Linked DNA regions of Mus musculus: regions 1 and 3 are each linked to region 2. Evidence: chromatin contacts called from public Hi-C data. All regions are on one chromosome and are shown on one strand. The core of a region is the stretch at or near the end of the contact, and the rest is flanking DNA. Distances in the headings are between cores, read along the strand shown.

Evidence for each region. Hi-C and Micro-C count contacts between places; a contact is called where the count stands out from the background.
Region 1: a Hi-C map of the N1E-115 cell line shows a contact between it and region 2, with 3 times the contacts expected there. The contact joins two enhancer-like sites.
Region 3: a contact with region 2 is called in a Hi-C map of the N1E-115 cell line, with 5 times the contacts expected there. The contact joins two enhancer-like sites. A contact is called at or near these places in 1 of 484 Hi-C or Micro-C datasets (the N1E-115 cell line) and 1 of 115 datasets of contacts at active chromatin or transcription factors (astrocytes).

What each region holds. Positions count from the first base shown.
Region 1 is chr2:170,001,542-170,004,241 of GRCm38.p6, forward strand. It overlaps a transcript of Tshz2 not described here. Among named protein-coding and RNA genes, the nearest start is that of AY702102, 40 kb to the left of the region's middle. Within about 2 kb of position 1,265, at least 44 of the 459 cell types and tissues checked have an H3K27ac peak or open chromatin away from gene starts, as enhancers often do. A contact at or near this core is called in the N1E-115 cell line, where this site is marked.
Region 2 is chr2:169,480,606-169,483,305 of GRCm38.p6, forward strand. The region is part of intron 1 of Gm34112 (a long non-coding RNA gene); the gene reads right to left. It overlaps Gm14249 (predicted gene 14249), which reads left to right. Exons shown (of 7, transcript NR_166520.1): 2 at 15-182; 3 at 1,801-1,871; 4 at 2,681-2,700. Among named protein-coding and RNA genes, the nearest start is that of Gm34112, 13 kb to the right of the region's middle. Within about 2 kb of position 1,261, at least 18 of the 459 cell types and tissues checked have an H3K27ac peak or open chromatin away from gene starts, as enhancers often do. A contact at or near this core is called in the N1E-115 cell line, where this site is marked.
Region 3 is chr2:170,100,039-170,102,738 of GRCm38.p6, forward strand. No RefSeq gene overlaps it. Among named protein-coding and RNA genes, the nearest start is that of Zfp217, 30 kb to the right of the region's middle. Within about 2 kb of position 1,318, at least 31 of the 459 cell types and tissues checked have an H3K27ac peak or open chromatin away from gene starts, as enhancers often do. A contact at or near this core is called in the N1E-115 cell line, where this site is marked.

The sequences.
Region 1 (2,700 bases), core at 15-2,514, 520 kb after region 2:
AAGAATAACAGATTTAGATTTAAAGCCATTCCAGGACTGATGGAGCAACCCTTAATCCCAGAACATGGGGAGAAACGCCAGCAGGTCTCTGGGAGTTTGAAGCCAGCTTGGTCTACATAGTGAATTAACTCTAGGACAGCCAGAGCTACATAGAGAGACCCTACCATAAATGGATGGATGGATGGATGAATGGATGGATGGACAGATGAATGGACAGACAGACAGACAAAGTTAGGCTGTGTGAAGGGAAGCTGGAGACTGATGTGGCTCAGGTTACAAGAAGCTGGTTTCCCATACATAAGGCCCTGGGTTCAGTCCCCAATACAGTGCAACAAAAAAAAATTTTTAATTAATTAATTAATTAATTGTGGGTTTACTGTGTGCCCAAGAGAGGCCCGAGGGAAACTGAGCCTAACTCCACGTCACCATGGAGGGCTTCCCAGAGGTGGTGATTCTCTGTAAAGTGAGTGAACTAGGCCAAACAAAACAAAACAAAACAAAACAAAACCAACCACTCGGGGTGTTTGGAGAAGACACTGCGGCACGCTTTACCTTGGGCTGAGAGAGTTGAAGCAGAGATGTAGGTGGAGCGGGGACGTGGATGGTGGCTACACTGCTGGCTGTACTTTATTGGTTTGGCTAATTACTGCTTTCAGCATCTATAAATGTAAGTTTATTTGTGTTTTATTTACTGTGTGTGTGTGTGTGTGTGTGTGTGTGTGTGAATACATGCTTGTGTTTGTGTGCATGTGTGGGTGAATGCATGCAATGCACATAATGGAGGTCAGAGGTCAACATAGGGTGTTTTTTTTTCTCTTTCGTGTCCCAATTTTTTTAAACTTTTTAAAAAGATTTATTTACTTATTTTATGTATATGAGTACGCACTCTAGCTGTACAGATAGTTGTGAGCCTTCATCTGGTTGTTGGGCATTGAATTTAAGCCCTCTGCTTGCTCTGGTCGGCCCCACTCATTCGGTCCCTACGTGCTCAGTCCCTGCTTGCTCTGGCCCAAAGATTTATTTATTATGATAAATAAGTACACTGTAGCTGTCTTCAGATGCACCAGAAGAGGGCGTCAGATCTCATTACGGGTGGTGGTGAGCCACCATGTGGATGCTGGGACTAAAGGAATGTGTCAGCACACCCAGACAACCTTTAATTACTAGACCTGGAAGTTACTGACTTAGCTAGACTGGCTAGCCAGAGTGTACTTGGCATCCTCCAGTCTCAACTTCCTCATGCTGGGATTGCAGGCATTTGCCGTCACGTGGGTGCTGGGGAACTGAATTTGGGTCTCGCGCATGCTCAGCAAACACTTTTAGCTTAGACTGGGTTGACACCAGCAAGGCACATTCATTGTCACAGTTAAGGAGGAGGCTCGACTGGCATCTCAAGCATAAAGCCAGGGCCGAGGCTGAAGCTCTCTCCTGCTAAGAGCCAGCCCTCAGGACGGAATGATCTAGCCTGAGCTGTGAACAGCAGTGACCATGGCTACTTTGTTTCTCACTGTTGCGGTGTCCAGCGAGTAAATGAAAAGGTCGCTCGGACTCCATGTGTCAGTAGGCGGCTGTCTCTGGACAAATGTTTACTTCGAGCTCCGTCCCTTTTGAGCAGGTGGGGGCGGGGGAGAAAGCAGCTTTAGAGAGAAATATTAACCTCGCAAATGTACACATTTTCAATTCCCGTCACAGTGACAGGCTACAACTTGTAATCAGTATAAAATGATTTTCCGGGAGAGTAAATGCTTATTTTCGCTGTCTTGATGCTGAAACTGGATTACTTGGTATTAATCCCAGGGTGACACAGTCACATTTGGAAGCCGTGAGATTTGTTCGGATGTCTTATGGGGCCAGGGGCAGCCTTCATTTCACGTCCTTGATCTTGGAGAATTTGAATAATAGAACAGCTTTTCTGTGTACACAGGGAGTTTCAGGAGGAAGTTATCGACTCAAGATGCATTCTAAGAGCCCCGGAAAAAACGGGCAGTGGCAGAAAGGAGAGGGGTGGGTATCATCATGTGCGCACCCACCCTGAAAACCCAAGCAAGCACCTTAGGCATCAACAGTCTGTTCCTCTGAACAAGAGAGAAAATCGAAAGCCTGCACCCGTTCGCTACAATGTACCTTATAACTCTCTCCCTCGGGTACACACTCCACACACCTCTGCTTGGGATATCTGTCCCGATAAAATTTTGCCAGAATCATCCCTTGTCCCCAGATTTTTAGCTACAGCAGAAGCCGGTGACCTTTTTCTATAAAGGGCCACATGGTAATATCTTCGGCTTTGCCAGCCAATATGGTTTCCATGGTAACTACTAAGCTTCAGCGTAGCAGGAATAGCCATAGACAATAAGTAAATGAGCCAGCAGTGCCGTGCTGCAATAAAACTTTATTTTTTCAAAAAATGGGTGGTGGAGCAGGGCGTGGTGACACACACCTTTAATCCCAGCACTCGGGAGGCAGAGTCAGGTGGATCTAAGTGAGTTCAAGGCCAGCCTGGTCTATGAAACCAGTTGGTTCCAGGGCAGCCAAGACTACCTAGAGAAACCCTGTCTCTGAATGAATGAATGAATTGATTAATGAATTAGTGAAATGATGATTTTAAAAAGTGAGCAGGAGAAGTAGAATGCCCTGGAGACTTCATCACTGTGTTACTGATCAACAGTAATGGGCACACTTAATATTTAATACTATTAAATA
Region 2 (2,700 bases), core at 11-2,510:
GTCTTCCCCTGAAGGATATCCGTGGACATCACAGACGCATGGTAAAAGGCAGCAGCCCCATCTATGTTACAGCACCTGCGACACATGATAGCATTTATCATTCTGAGTCTTCATTGTCACCTTACCTGTGAGCCCGGAGCCTTTCTGTCATCATCTCAGGAGAGACCCTTCTGGCGACACTCGTAAGTGCTCAATTTATCAATAAACAAATACTTATTGAGTGCCACTTTGTGTAAGACACTGGGCTGGTTAGTGGGAATTGCATTGATCAATCTAGATCCAAGACTTTGATGGAGCTTGTGTCTAGCAGAAGCGGGGGGGGCGGGCAACTTACAGCGCGATGAAGTTAGCAGTCACCGGCTCTGCTGTTTGCCCTCGGTGCTTTCTACTTTTGGGGGCATGTGACCAGGGTCTCTGGCTTATCTTCTGAGGAAGGACCCCCTTGGACATAAATAAGTAAATGCTAAGTAGGAAATGATATTTGAGTGGAGTGAGAAAGAGGCTTGCTCTGTCAGGGAATATAAGAAAATTCAGGAAGAGGCAGGGCCAGGACTGCAGCTTGTTCGAAATGCAACGTGAACATTTGGCTTGAGGACTGAGAAAGAGCGAGCTGGGGAGAGAAGCGTCTCTGTGGCGAGCTGGTGAGTGGACCGGAAGCAGGCCAGGCATTTTCATGTTTATTAAATAAATCTAGCAATAAATGGGCTTGGAGGAAAGAGGAGACTTTGACTTCTGCTCTGAGTTAAGCCCCACAGTTGCCTAGAATCTGTGGCTGTGGACTACTGACTCATTCCATCCTGCATGCTGCAATCACAAACCAGAGGCAAGGCTGGAGGAAGGAGAGGGAAGGTATCCAGCTGCTCTGGTGGGAAACCCAGATGACCACATCTCCTCTGCAGTTGAACCCTCACAGATCTCCTTCCCTTGACCATTTCTTTACCCATCAGTGCCTTCCAGAAGAGCCAATGCTTGCTGGGGCTGGGGTCGGGCATTCCCATAGACTGTGTCTAGTACCAGAGCACAGCCAGAGGTCTGCTGAAGGACAGTGCTGACTGGAAACCTGGCCAGGAGGACTTTGACAAGCCCTTAATCTCATCTTATCGGGGAGCATTTCTTCAGGATGGTCCCAGGGATGCTTTCCCTTCCCTGATGCAGAAAAAAGAAAGCACAACTGACGTAACTCAGGGCTCACAGGTACCAAGCAGGAAGGTCAACCCAGGACCACTGCTCTGAGTCACTAAGCCAGAGGTCTTCGAAGAGTCGTGGGTTGTGCACAGTGGGTTTGGCTGGTGGCAGCCATCCAATTGGAACGAGGATGCTGCCCTCCCCCCCACCCCCGTTCTTCCATCGCTCTAATAAAAGTCAGATGGGGGAACTGATCAGATTGCTCTCTTGGCCCGGACCCCCTTTAAATCAAACAGAGGTCTATTTTGGCTCTCTATGTTAAGCAGACCCAGAGACCTGACATTTTGTGTTTATTTGAAATGATAAGCTTAATCACGAGCAAAATGTTAAGAGATGATAGAAATGGCCACAGTAAGGTCACATCATGTCCCTGCCAAACACAATACAGCCTCTCACCCCCGCCAGGTTGCCAAGCCCTGCCACAGGGGGCCCGGAGGCGCTGGCAAATGGGGACCAGAGTCTGTCTATGTGATAATTAGTCCATGGTACTCGGCAGAGCCTGCCAAAACTGCCATATGGTAGTTTTATGACCTGGACTGCTGTTATCTCTAGAGAAAGCTAACATCGTAATCTCATTTCCTCGTTATCTGTGATGAGAACTTGAACCTTCCACAGGGCAAACAGGCCAGAGGGTGAGGAAGCCAAGGAGTCCAGAGCCCGAAGACAACACTGCTGAACTGAAAGAGGTATGTGTTACTGCTAACAGTGGTTACCCTCGAAGGTGTCCTAGGGGCTTCTCTGAAACCTGATGTGTGCTGTATATGGACTCTATTACCAGACTAGAACCCCTGACATGGGAAGGCAAGCAGGGTTGACCTCCAGAAATGTCACAGCCAGGATCCTATTTCTCTTATCGTTGTATACTTTACAAACAGATAGGGCAAGCTATTTTTTTAGATGTATTTATTTTATTGTTTTTATTTATGTGTAGGTATGCATGTCTCTGTGTATATATGCACACAACACACAGTGAATGTCTGTGGAGGCCCAGGGGCATCAGAGACCTTCCTGTTTGAATCACAGGTGTTTGCAGACCACCTGATGTGAGACCTGGGGGTGACATTTCAGTTCTCTAGAAGAATAGACTATGCTCTTTATAGCTTGACCATCCCTCCAGGCCCTGGCCCAGAATCTTCTATCAAAAATTTCTAGAGGTATGATAGACAATGAGTTCCCCAAAGCATTTTATTGAGTGGGTCAGCTTCAAGATAATCCACATCATTATCACTAAGAAAGAACTCCAAAATGGAGGAGAAAGGCTGTGTGTGATCCCTACGTCCATGTACCGTGTCTTTGCATGTTTCATCTCCTGCTTAATGAGGGGTGCTGTAGAAGAGGCAGCTGCCAAGGCTGGAATGGCTGTGGGCTCCCAGATGTGAGACAGAACCCAACCATCTCAGACGCTCTCGGAGTTAATTTCTCTCGTGAGATTTGGGGTAGAGGCTGCCCACTGCTCTGTTCCTCACATTGACTCTTCCCTTTCTTCTTCTTTCAGGATAACGAGGAGGCCAGCTA
Region 3 (2,700 bases), core at 68-2,567, 620 kb after region 2:
AGACCCTTTTCGGGCTGTTGAACAATCTTTTATCAGGGGCCGCATAATAGATAATTCTGCTTATCAGAAATTCACATTACAATTCATAACACTAGCAAAATTGCAGTTATGAAGTAACAATGAAAATAGTTTTATGGCTGGGGTCACCACATGGAGAATTTTCAAGAGTCAGTGCATTAGGAAGGTTGAGAACCAGGGCACGTGCTAGACTGGCACTCAGCTGCTCAGGGGGTAGTGTAAGTGGAGCCAGGGCTAAGTCCAGGTCCGTTTTAGTGGGTCATAGATAAGAATCTCAGAGCTTGCTGGGCAGTGGTGGTGCACGCCTTTAATCCTAGCACTTGGGAAGCAGAGGCAGGCAGATTTCTGAGTTCGAGGCCAGCCGGGTCTAGAGAGTGAGTTCCAGGACAGCCAGGGCTACACAGAGAAACCCTGTCTTGAAAACCAAAAGAGAGAGAGAGAGAGAGAGAGAGAGAGAGAGAGAGAGAGAGAGAGAGAGAGAGAGAGAGAGAGAGAGAGAGAATCTCAGAGATTTGGGGTCAGATGTGACTTCTTGTAAATGGAGTTATAGTTTTTATTTTTATTATTTTGAATTATATGCATGCATGTGTGTATGTGCACATGAGTTCAGGTGTTTTTGGAAGCCAAATGTGGGTGTCAGATCCGCCGGAGCTGGAGTTACCGGCAGCTGTGAGCTTCCCAGGGTGAGTGGAACTGAGCTCAGGTCCTCTGCAATAGCCACGTGACTTCTTCCACTAAACCACCTCTCCCGTATTTTGCTTTTATGCCTTTCACTATTTAATGACGTTTGGTGGCATTTCCAGGCTGCCTTGTTCCCCTTTTGTGAATGGTAATAGTTAACACTAATATAATTCTGTTGCTATATTTTTTTAATAACCTCCCTCCTCTGGCAAAATCAAAATATGGCATTCTGCGACGACACTAAACTGTTCAGTGCCGTTGGTCAACGAATTGTGGAAATCTGTGAAGGACTGCCCCAATACAAAATTAAGTCTTTCATTCTCTTTGAAATAATTACACCAGAGCAAAAAGCATACTCTGCCTGTGACAAAGTTCTCAGGGCATCCTTGGCAGTCTCCCCAAAATGAGTCTGCTGTGAACTCTGTCTCCACAGCTTCACAGATCAGAACCTTCCATTTGATAGCCTCGGGCCAGACCTGGTCTGTATCGGTCTGTATCCCACAGCCGAGGGATGCTGGTTCGTTTCCTGAACCTGGTCAGAATCCCAGGGACAGCTCTTCTAGGTTGCTCTTCTGGCCTTTGTCTCCAACTTGCAACCGGTTGCTCTCCTTAGCAAACGCTGCCCCCGTGTGGCCAAAAGCTGCGTAACCTGCACGAGGAACGGGGGACAGAGCTTCTCTGCTACACCAAGTCAGGAAGTTGCCCTCATCTGCTTCCTTTACAACCAAACCCTGACCTTCCAGAATTCTCCAGCGAAAAGTAACCCAACCTGACGAGGACTTCCCTTCAGTGTATCCTGACTTCATTGCCGAGGTCATAATTTGACCCTGGACCTTAAGTTTCCCGATACGTACCAAGGAGCAGAGGACGCCATACTCTGTGAGGTTCAGATATAAAAAATGGAAAGCAAGGAGTCAGCCAGATTGTTTGGAGAGTAAGAAGTGCCTGCCCCACGTGCCTGATGAACTAAGAGAGACTCCCCAGAGCCCACATAAAAGTGAAAATAGAGAGCCATCTTCAAAAGCTTGCCCTGTGACCTCCAGGGTACCGTGCCACATGTACCTACGCAAGGCACCCTATGTACACATACAATAATAATAGTCAAAGAAACAAGTGTTAAATGCACAGAAGCATCCGAGGTTGCTGGGCACAAATAAAAGTTCAGGAAACATTTGCTATATTTGGGGTGGGAGGGGGGGGCAGTTTTCAGGATTGCTTTTAATATTTTTATATATAGGTATCTGCATGCGGGTATGTGCACATGTGTGCATGTACCCAAGGAGACCACAGGGACCCGGTGCCCTGGAGCTGAACCCCAAACTCCGGGCTTCTGAAGAGAAGAGCATCTGAAGAAGAGCACTGGTTGTTCTTAAGGAGAGAACTGTCCCCTGCAGGGGGTGCTCTGGCTCCCGCTCACAGGCCCTGGCATTCACCCCCAACGAAGATGTAATTTCCTTTTCTCTTTTAAAGAGCTGCCTTAACAGAAAATAACGGACGGGTTTTTGTAAACTTGTTTTTATTTATTTTTTTTAAAGATTTATTTATTTATTTATTTATTTATTTATTTATTTATTTATTTATTTATTATATGTAAGTACACTGTAGCTGTCTTCAGATACTCCAGAAGAGGGCATCAGATTTCATTACGGATGGTTGTGAGCCACCATGTGGTTGCTGGGATTTGAACTTGGGACCTTCGGAAGAGCAGTCGGCGCTCTTAACCACTGAGCCATCTTGCCAGCCCAACTTGTTTTTATTTTATGCATATGTGTTTTGCCTGCATGTGCCTGTGCACTGCTTGCTTGCCCAGTGTACACAAAGGCCAGAGAAGAACATTGGGTCGCCTGGAATGGAAGCCACCAGTGGTTGGGAGCTGCGACGTGGGTGCTGGGAATCAAACCCAAGCCCTCTACCAGAGTGTCTCACACTCTTAAGCTCTGCACCATTCCTCTCGCTCTGTCTAGGTTTTGAGACAAAGGCTCAAGTCTTGGTAGCCCAGGC